Regions from separate parts of the Lactuca sativa genome. Here region 1 is linked to region 2. A link is a contact called in public Hi-C data. All regions are on one chromosome and are shown on one strand. Each heading gives the region's core, a stretch centred on a gene start, on an enhancer-like site or on the middle of the called end of the contact. The rest is flanking DNA. Distances are from core to core; before and after follow the strand shown. Region 1 holds the start of LOC111888246 (MLO-like protein 4). Region 2 holds the start of LOC111888240.

Evidence for each region. Hi-C and Micro-C count contacts between places; a contact is called where the count stands out from the background.
Region 1: a contact with region 2 is called in a Hi-C map of leaf, with 7 times the contacts expected there. The contact joins the promoter of LOC111888246 here to the promoter of LOC111888240 in region 2. A contact is called at or near these places in 2 of 4 Hi-C or Micro-C datasets (both in leaf).

Annotation. Positions count from the first base shown.
Region 1 is chr9:219,320,543-219,325,587 of Lsat_Salinas_v11, forward strand. LOC111888246 (MLO-like protein 4) reads right to left here and starts at 2,274. Exons shown (of 16, transcript XM_023884374.3): 1 at 2,146-2,274. LOC111888237 reads right to left here. Exons shown (of 5, transcript XM_023884367.3): 4 at 5,017-5,045; 5 at 4,224-4,763. The coding sequence ends at 4,552.
Region 2 is chr9:219,169,014-219,174,273 of Lsat_Salinas_v11, forward strand. LOC111888240 reads right to left here and starts at 2,961. Exons shown (of 6, transcript XM_042898189.2): 1 at 2,821-2,961; 2 at 2,278-2,704; 3 at 1,995-2,191; 4 at 1,809-1,907; 5 at 1,684-1,735; 6 at 1,103-1,532. The coding sequence starts at 2,443. The coding sequence ends at 1,402.

The DNA of each region.
Region 1 (5,045 bases), core at 1,024-3,523, 150 kb after region 2:
AATTCTTAAAAAGTGCATGTACTCACAAAATTCAGTTATATTTTTTCTTTAAAATTAAATTACATATTAAATTTTCTGTAACAACTAATTTTGACAACCATTATAAATTGTTTGTGATAGATTTATGATAAATAGATTTACGTATAAATGATTATTTAATTTATTATTTTCGGTATAAACTTAATGTCAACATGAATAAATATATAGAACGAAATTTAGAGTTCAATTTTTAATGAAAATTACATTTAAAAAAAAATAAATAAAAAAACATAAAATACTTAAAAGAGAGTTTAGTTTTCTTTTTACAAAAAATAAAGTTCACAGTTTAATTTAGCATGATCAGAAGTTTAGTGGCTAACGAGTCGTTTTACCCCCACTTAGGCCACATAGGCAGGGAAATCGGCTACTTGGATGCATGAGGTTGGAACGGCCAAAATGAACAAAAGTTCATACTTTAGGTTTTAATTTAACATGATTAGATGTTTAGTGGCTAAATCGAGTTAAAATCTAGAGTTTAATGGTCATTTGAATCAAAACAAAAATATTTTAATTTTATTTTTACATATTTACCAAATATGTAAAAGATTTAAATTGCTTCTTAAACGTCCCAAATCACTACTTAAGTTATTTTTAAAAGAAATATATATTATGTAAAGCACTTTTTTTTTTGTCCATTATACTTCTTTTTTTTACAGGTTGAAGGTGACGTGTTCATTTATTTATATGACGTTGGCGTGACAATAGTGTCATTGCCATATCTTAGAACGTTGTTTTGAGATAGATTTTTTTTCAATGCTTCATTACTTTTACCATATTCCACATCATTCATCTTACATCTACATGCCACACCATTCATTTAGACCTTAGGTTGGCGGGTTTGATCATCACGCCACCCCTCAGCCACCCTCTTCCACCTCAACACCATCTTCACACTACAACATGAGGGTGTGGTCATCACAATAAGAGAAAATGGAGGAGGAGAGAAGAAGAGATGAGAGAAAAAGAAGCAGTCGTGGTCAGTTGTAAAGGGGTCATGATGCTCGACTTCACCTCAGCGTCATGGTTGAGAGGGGCAGTGTTTACACCGTGATGATGTTCTATCTTAACATCACGCCATAGACGTGTCGCTTACACCCTGTAACCTTATGGCCATCTCAATGCTCCATTATCCATTAAAAGTTCAAAACCAACTAACTAGACCATCAACCACCAAGATATGATTCACAACCACCATTTAACACTCACATAATTTTATGAGTTATTTTTACTTAAAAGGTTTATTTATGTATAATTACATACAATTAGTAACAATCACAAGCTTATGGTGTAGCTTGACCAATTCCAAAGGCATGACGATGAATATAATCAAGAACCCCACAAAATTTACAAGGTATGACAATAGCCTTGTAATATGATGTTTCAAGAAATTGTGATGTTTTTTTAAACAAAATCCCATTAAAACTTTGATAAGTGTTGGAGGGATTAATATCTAAATTAAGTAACAACTAATTATATCACTGTAATTATTAACTTTATGAAAAAAAAATGAAAAGGTAAGTTCACTGTTAAAGACACAAAAAAACAAATTGGACGACAATGGCGAAATGAGATGGAATAAAATACGTCCCTTGAAATGTGAATATCTTCTTTTGGCGTCTTTGTTTAAATCGACTTCCTTTCATAATGAACTTTGTCGAGAAGGCATTGATATTCCTATGGTTCTTTGTCTTGAGTGTTCGTTGCAGTCAGAATATTTACTTCACTTATTTGGTTAATGTGATCGTTGTGAGGACTTGGAATGCCATATTTAGTATGTTGGAGCTTTCTTTCACTATGCATTTGGGTGTTTTAGATGTTGGACTCTACATATGCCCTTGGTTAAGAAGAATGCATTGATTACTATTATGATGGCGACATATTGGGTGCTTTGAGAGTTGGTTTTCTATTTTATTGTTGATTATTAGTTTATACCTTTGGTTTTGATGGGTATTATGCAAAACATTTAACCCTATGTGTGCATGCAACCCTATAAAAGTTGATCTATGTTTTCTCTAATTTAACATATAACTTGAACAACAAAATAGAAAAACCCTAGCTACTAGCATATATTCAAAATACACAAAATAAGGGTTAAAGTAATTATACCTTGATTGTTATGTAGTAATAACAATCCAAATACTTGTGTTGAAGCCTTGAGAGCAAACGTCACAAATGTCACGCCTCTAGTGGTTCACACCCAACACTAGCAATAGAGAATGATTGAGAAGGAGGAGAGAGGCTTCAAATTTTTTGCTAGCTCTTCAAGAGAATCAGTGGCCAAAAATTAGAGGGTTTAGGTTGTTTATATAGTGCAGTCAGGAAACCCTAGATAAACTCTAATTCAAGAAATTCTCAAATCGTGCAGTTATCTACCTTCATGTTTATCTACCAAAGACCATTCTAGAACTCCTTAATCTCCAAGAAACTGTCCATGCCTTCATGGAGGGTTTTAGATTGCCTCTTGCTCAACTATTGAACAATTGCACTTCAGTTCCTACACTTGTAATTAATTCTTTTAATCCTAAAACTAATTCCAATTAATTTCTAATTAAAAATTAATTAAATATTATTATTTCTAATTAATGTATTATTTTCATAATATATTAATAAATCATTTATTTCAATTTATTAATCAAATAATAAATCAACCTCTTTCTCCAAAATCATCATGTCTGGTTGCTAGTCTTGAGGGCAACCCAAAAAAACTGTGCTACTATCAATTTAAGTATATACCTAATTGGAACCAAAAGGTTAATGTTAGTTGAATTTTTTTGGCTTCAAATCCCCTTGAACACCTTGTAAATGTGTGCTAGCTCCTTGCTATTTTTTGATTTTTAATATATAACCATTTAGTCGTTCAAAAAAAGAGGAAAAAGTTAATTAGTTATGGGTTTTTTATGCCTAAGTTGACAAGAAAATAGCATAGGATGAAAAGAAAAAAAATCGTAAAGTATGGAAAGAAAGAAGATTTAGGTCGTGCTTGTTGAGAACGACACTTTTTTGTTTTCAGGTAGGCTTTGATAAACGATAAACCCTAATTAATGTATGGATAACTTATGTTATGTTCATGTGAATGGTTGGGCATTAATTATACAACATATTTCAACAAAACCACATGGAAATTAGGACTATGAATCCAATTGTTTTATTAAAGGGTTAATGTCATAATATAACATCATAGTTGTCGGGTTTTTAAACATTTTCTTCATTATCTATTTTTAGTTTGTGACAATTCATTGAACTTTAAATATTATCTAATAGATACACCGTGATATTTTCTTCAAAATATATCATGATTTGTTTTCCCGATTTAACAGGTAAAACAGATGGTGTGGCATATATGATCCATCATCGTCCATATGGTTTTCTTTTATTTTCTAAAATGAAATAATATTATCTAATCTTATCGTTTATTTATATTTATAATGTTATTAGTTAATAAATCAATCTCTTGAATGAATTTGTTCATCACTTCTTATGAGATGTGATTTTCACATAACACAAACACTCACATGTTCATTCATAAGAAGAACAACACTTTGTCTTCTCCTACACATATGATATGTCGGAACCAATAAATCGAAAACTTCCATGGATACATTGAAGATTCCATGTTGGGTAAGGACAACGAAGTTTAGAGGATGATCGTTGACGGTATGATATTAAGTTTTTTGTTTCTAGGTTTAGGTTTCTATTAGAGAGGTGTTTGAGATTGAGTTTGAAAAATGATTATTGACTTATTAGTTTTCCAAAAAAAAAAAAAAAAACCTTACAAAATATGTTTGAAAGATAGAAAATGTTTTTGAAAACAACTTTTTAACACCATCAAAAAGACTTTTTAAAAAAAATCCGAACACTTTTTTTTAAATGGTTTATCAACTTATAGCATATTCCCACCACATAATCTAATCCAAACATATTTTTAAAACTTGTTTTTATCACCAAATAAGCTAATAAACACTTTTATCAAAAAGTGCTTATTGAGTTAAATAGTCTCAAAAATCTCTATAAAATCTTTGTATAAATCTAGTGGAAACTCTATAAACGAACATTAAGCATCACCAACACCCAAGATATCATTCAAACTCAAAAGTCGATAACATAATCAACAAAAAAAAACGAAAACATGGTTATGGTGATGGATGATATGCATAATTTAGACCATTTCACATTTATGCAATGGATTTTTCCCATGAGAACAACCAACATCAACTTCATTGAGAAGATTATTAGTCTTATTACAAAGAGATTTCATGATTAAGTAAACAAGTCTATGATGACAACAACTATCCACCCAACACCAAATGGGAAACTGAAACTTTTTATATCATTTCCCCCAAATTTCCACCTCCGGTGAGTTCCTAATCAGAAAAATTTTACGATTTCCAAAGGGAACATCTACCAGGCGCATGTAAGATTATGCTATTTTTTTTTATCATAAACACAAACACAAACACAAACCCCAAAAGCCAAATCAAGCCACTGAAATTAGAAAATAATTATTTTTATTTTTTAGATACGTGGCGGCTGTTGGTGGCTAGAAACAGGGTTGTTATGAACAGAAGTAGAGTCGGTATTTTTCAAAGAAAGGTTTGCAAATTGGGAATCAAGTCTTTCCCGACTAGCGGTTCTCCGGTGGTGGCTTTGTGGTGGTTGTGGTTGTTGTTGGTGGTGATACAAGGCCCGTAGTCTTCCGAGCTCTCTCTCCAAAACTTCATGCTCCACTAAAAAAATAAATCATTTTTAGTTTTCGTATATGGAAATTTTCAACATAAAAAGTTAAATAAGTTAATCTTGAAATGGAATGGAAAATGGAAATGGAATGAGTCATTACATTCCATGGTCATGATTTTATATCGTTAAATTTAACGATTTAAAAAGTTCATAATTGTAGTTATTTTACTCTTTAACAAGATAGTTGGTTACCCAAATTAGCAAAAATGAGATAAGTGGAAACTGATGCATATAGAAACTTACAACACTTAATAAGTTGCTCTTGAGCCAAA
Region 2 (5,260 bases), core at 1,711-4,210:
TAACTTCATGATTAATTAACATGTGATATGTGGTAGATGTAGCTTTATAGCTAACGTGATATGTGGTTTGTGTAGGGTATGCTCTGGGGGACTCACTAAGCTTTCAACTTACCGTCTGTGGATTTGTTTCAGGTACTTCGGAGTCCAAGGGCAAAGGCAAGGCGTGATGATGCGGCGTGCACTCTATCTCTCTTTTCTGCTATGGTTTGGGGAACACTATGATGTTTTGAAAATAATAATGTTGTAATGTTGATGGTTTTGAAAACAATTATTGGAATCTTTATGATTTATGAAAAATGGTTGACTAATAAAAAATGAAAATTTTCTTTATAAAATTTGGGTCGTTACATATTCTTCTTCCTTCCTCCATTCTTGCACTCTGAATATTGATTATCGATTATGGACTTCTACAATCTCGATTCTTGAACACTGAAAGGCTTTCTGAACCACTGCAATTTTTTTTCCTTCTCCATTCCTGACTTCTCTGATTCTTCAGTGTTCAAAAGTCTCTGATGATTCATTGATTCAAGATATGTGCAGTGTTTTCACTTGATTTTTTTTCATCATCTATTAGGATTAATAGCCGATTAGTTTAATTTAGTTTAGAACAAAATTGGAAAAAATGATAGTTAATTTAGAACAAAAAAAAACATAGTATCATAATTGAAAAAAAAAATGTTTTGTGCAATATATATATATATATATATATATATATATATATATATTTCAATTTTGATAAATCATAATGTCACGTTATCAAAATTGACATGTCATTATGTCACATCAGCAAACCCCATTAACCGGTCAAGTGGTCTAAATCGTAACAAACTCGAAACACATCTAATGTGAAACAAAAAATAACATAATATTATAATCAAATTTTCGTATAAACTGAATGATTTTTGTGGCATTTACCCTTTATTAAATAATATTAATCTTGTAATTATATATTTTATGTAAATTCAACAATTTACATCATAAAACGGACAAAATAAAGCTTATAGAGTGATGGCTTTACAAAAACATGAAAAAATGCAAATGTCATCCATCAAAGACAAGGGTTAACTACAATGCACACAAAACACGGTACAATCAAAAGACATAACATAAAACATGCATATACATTCCGGTAATCAAACCTCAAATCCATTAATGTACAATTGAAGAACTAACTATAATCCAAATTATATTCAAAGCTAAACTTCTTATGATTGGACAGGTGATTACCATGTGATGTTTTATCCTAATCGATTAAGTAGCCTTCCTTCATATTATATATAATACACAATGTACAACAACTTTACCCAATGCCCACAACTTTACAATACAAACTATAAAAGCAAAATGAGAAAAAGTCTAATATAACCTCTCCCTTCATTGGTGAATTTTGACTCATATCTCTTATAATTGAGTAGCTGCAAGTTGCCTAACACGTCTTCTAAGCACCAATCTATGGCATATGCCAATCAAACACAGGATTACAACTAGTGCTATAGCACAAATATCAAACAACCTCCTTACCCCTATAGTCCCTGCAAAAAAAAAAAATACATATATTATTTCTCAATTCATATCATTCCTCTCATTATACAATAAATTGCAAGAAATAGCAACCTAATGTGGTAAAGTTTGTTGCTATTTATATGAATGTAGTACACAACAATATGGTGTAGTGAAACAAACCTGTTGGAATGAAGTCAAAGGAACTCATATTATAAATGCAGGACATCAACAACTGCAATCATGAAAAAAAAATGTCCATTAATTTTTAAGCCCATAAAAAATACTGATTTATATGATTAACTTACAGCAAAGATACGCATTGCATAGTAGTTTCCTCTGAATCTATCTGGATCCATCAAACCAGATAACATTCTTCTAAATACATCAGGAACCTCAAAAACTTTCTGCCAATTGCCAAAAGGAAAACAAAAAATCAAAAAAGAAATTTAAAAGAAAGTGATAATGGTGTATTATTATGTAAACAAACCTACCCATATGACACCACTAAAACCACCCTGGAAAAGGCGGTTATACCTTTGAACATTTTTTAGAGCTTCGATGACTTCAACTTCATGGATAATCAGTAAAGATGCCTCTGGTGTCAACTCGGTAATGGGTCGTGCACAAATTGGGCAATTGCATTTTTGAAGAGCTGTTCTGTATGTCCAGAATTGGAGTATGCAATTTGCTGTATATGTGAATCAATAAACCCTTGAAAAACCATTGATGGGGAAGAAGAAGAAAGAAAGAAAGAAATGATGTAGAAAGAATTACCACAAAACCAGTGTCCACAGTTTGTTTTACAGGCAATTGAGAAATCATCGAAGCAGATTGGACAGCAATCATCGTCGGGAGGAGTATCTGTATCTCCACCATGCTTCTTCCTCTCGGAAACAATCAATAACGCAGACTTTGAGTTTTCTTGTTCATCCTCCTGCATCAGATCTAAACTAGGGTTTTCCTGTTCAAAACCTTCAATTTTTTCATCGGAATTATCTCTAGGGTTTTCGTCTCTCTCATCAGCATCAGACCCATCGGAGCGATAATGATCATTTTCATGATGATGATCATCATCTCCTTCATTTCCGTCAAAAATCTCAACAATTTTAGGATGTTTAACGCCGTCTTGGTGAGATTCTTCATTCTTTCTTTTCCTCTTTCTTAGCAGAAACAAAACCGTCGTCCACTTCCTCTTCCTCACCTGGAAATTAGGGTTTCTGATCATTTTTTTTTTGTTGTGAAAAAATTGAACAGAAAAAAAAAATCAAAAACTGGAGATGAAGCTGAGGTTGTTGGAATGAAAAAGACGGCAATTACAGAGAAATTGGACGGATCCTTTCGATTTTGATTATTTCATGGTCGTCTTCCCTCGAGTCCTTCGATTTGTTGGGTCCCGCCATGCTATTCATTCTGAAACCGCGTGTTTTACATTTTCATGCCCATTGTTTTCTGTTAAATACTTCTGGATAAACAAATTTAGAAAAGTATTTAACAAAAGAAAACAATATATTAAACCATTTTTTTTACAATTTCAAGAAAAATATACAACTTCAACAAGACAAAACAATTTTTTATCAACTAGTTTGAATACTCACAAATTTACTTATTAATGACAAGCAATTTCATTTCAGCTTACCACACAAGAATTATGTATCAACAAAGATTCGATTCAACAAGGAATTCTGGGTTGTAGTTTGATAAAAATAGCCAACAAGAGATATTATATTCAAGCATATATGGAGTTCATAGATTCTACAAGGTCTTACATGGACAAACACAAAAATTCACTTACTACATCTACTGATCTACAAGAATGTTGATACATATAGGTGCTTACCAATTTTCCAACAACGCTATGAAACTTTCACATGTCAACAATTAAGCATGTGAACATTGAAAAATACTAAATTAACATACATCGCAAACTTTGATATACATATCCATGATGTGGTCTTAACTGCAAGCCTTGTCCTACAATTGTTCTCACCAAATGACAAGTTTAGTGAAAGCTTTTCCTATATGCACTTATGGTTATCCGTCCGTTGACTTTAAGATCATGTGCGAAGAATAAAGTGTGCCCCTTAAATATATTTTTGTTGAGTGAACAACAAAACAAGTTAAGCAATTTAGACAAATGATAAATGAACTTCAGTGAAACTTGCGGAATAAAACTTTTGAAAACTAAAATTAAAAACTGAACACATTGTTTAACGTGGTTTGGTCAAAGTGACATACGTCCACATACTAACTAGAGAAAAATTTATTAAACTTCTAAGAAAAATTACAATCACACACAAAGGTTACACCTCACTTGAGCTCTCAAAACAAAAGAATAAATATTGCTTACTAACTACTATAAAGTATATGCTCTCAACCTCAGAATGACCGCTCTCTTGAAATTTTATGCGTGCAAGGAATTATTATTTATAGACAAACATGGGTTCTAATGGGACAGACACATTCATAATTAGCCTATAAAGGGAGGGTGTCTTTGGACATCCTTATTTTGAAATTATTTGTATAAGTTAAATGACAGATTTCATATGGACACATGTTGTATTCACAAAATGGTCACATGTGGGCTGGGCTGGGGCTGTGGCAACACAAAACAAACCCAAAATTTCTAACAACTTTCAAATTGCACAAGTTCTCCCAAACTTTGCAAAACTTCAATGTGTTCCAAGCTCTCAATTTTCATTCAATTAAACCAATATTTGATTCAAGTATTTATTTTTTTTGACAATATCTTTAATTAAACACATCAGATGTACATGACGCCTGCTTATTGCGTCAACTTCAAGCAAATTTAGTCAAGATCATTGGGGAACGTTTTGGGCATGATGAAAAAGAAAACTAGTTAGAATCTATTAACTTAAAGTTTGTTGATCAATCAATGTTATTAGCTTATAATATATTTTTCTTTTAAATACGTTTACGTTTTTTTAATCAAAACAACAATTAATCACACATTTCGAAGTAAGAAGTCGTCAAAATTCAAGATTCCTTGTTTCAATTAAAATTTTTTAGAATGCCAACAACTGAAATCTTTGCTTCAACAATAAGAACGTCATCCAACACGAAGCCTTTTTCTGGGTCACCAACTTCACTTAACAACATGAAACTCGGATAACCCCAAGAAGCGGATGACTTGCAAAACCAGCGTTCAGCTTCTGCAAAACAGAACCGGAATACAAAACATCAAGAGGTGATAAATAATCTAGGTGAAAGGAATCTCAGGCCTTCGAATATATCAGATATTACCTCTCTCTTGATCAACATCCCCACCTTGATTCTTTACACGAATCTTCTATTTTGCATAAGCAGTCCACCCATCCGGAAGCAATTCAGAATTATGTACTTGGAGAAAAATTGAAAGATTTGTGCCCTTTCCTTCTCCTTGTCCTTTAGGATAGAGTTTTATCTTCCTGAAATCAACCAGCTTGAAGCATTACGTTTAAGTCTTTCTACATGTACAATATATTGATATCTAACCAAAACCCCAATGCATGGCAAGAATGTATGATTAACTTACCAATGAACTTTCCCAATTTTAAAGTAATCCGAGTACAATAGATTCTCACTTATTTCTGAAAACTTTTCAATTGTCCAAGTATGAGTGTTAACGACTGCCGGAGGTTTTATCATCGATAAACATTGATCGTTTGCTGCGAACTTTGGAACATCAAAAACCTCAACTCCAAACACACAAGAATCAAGAAAGAAAAAACCATTTCTAGCATCAGTAAAAGAAGCCAGT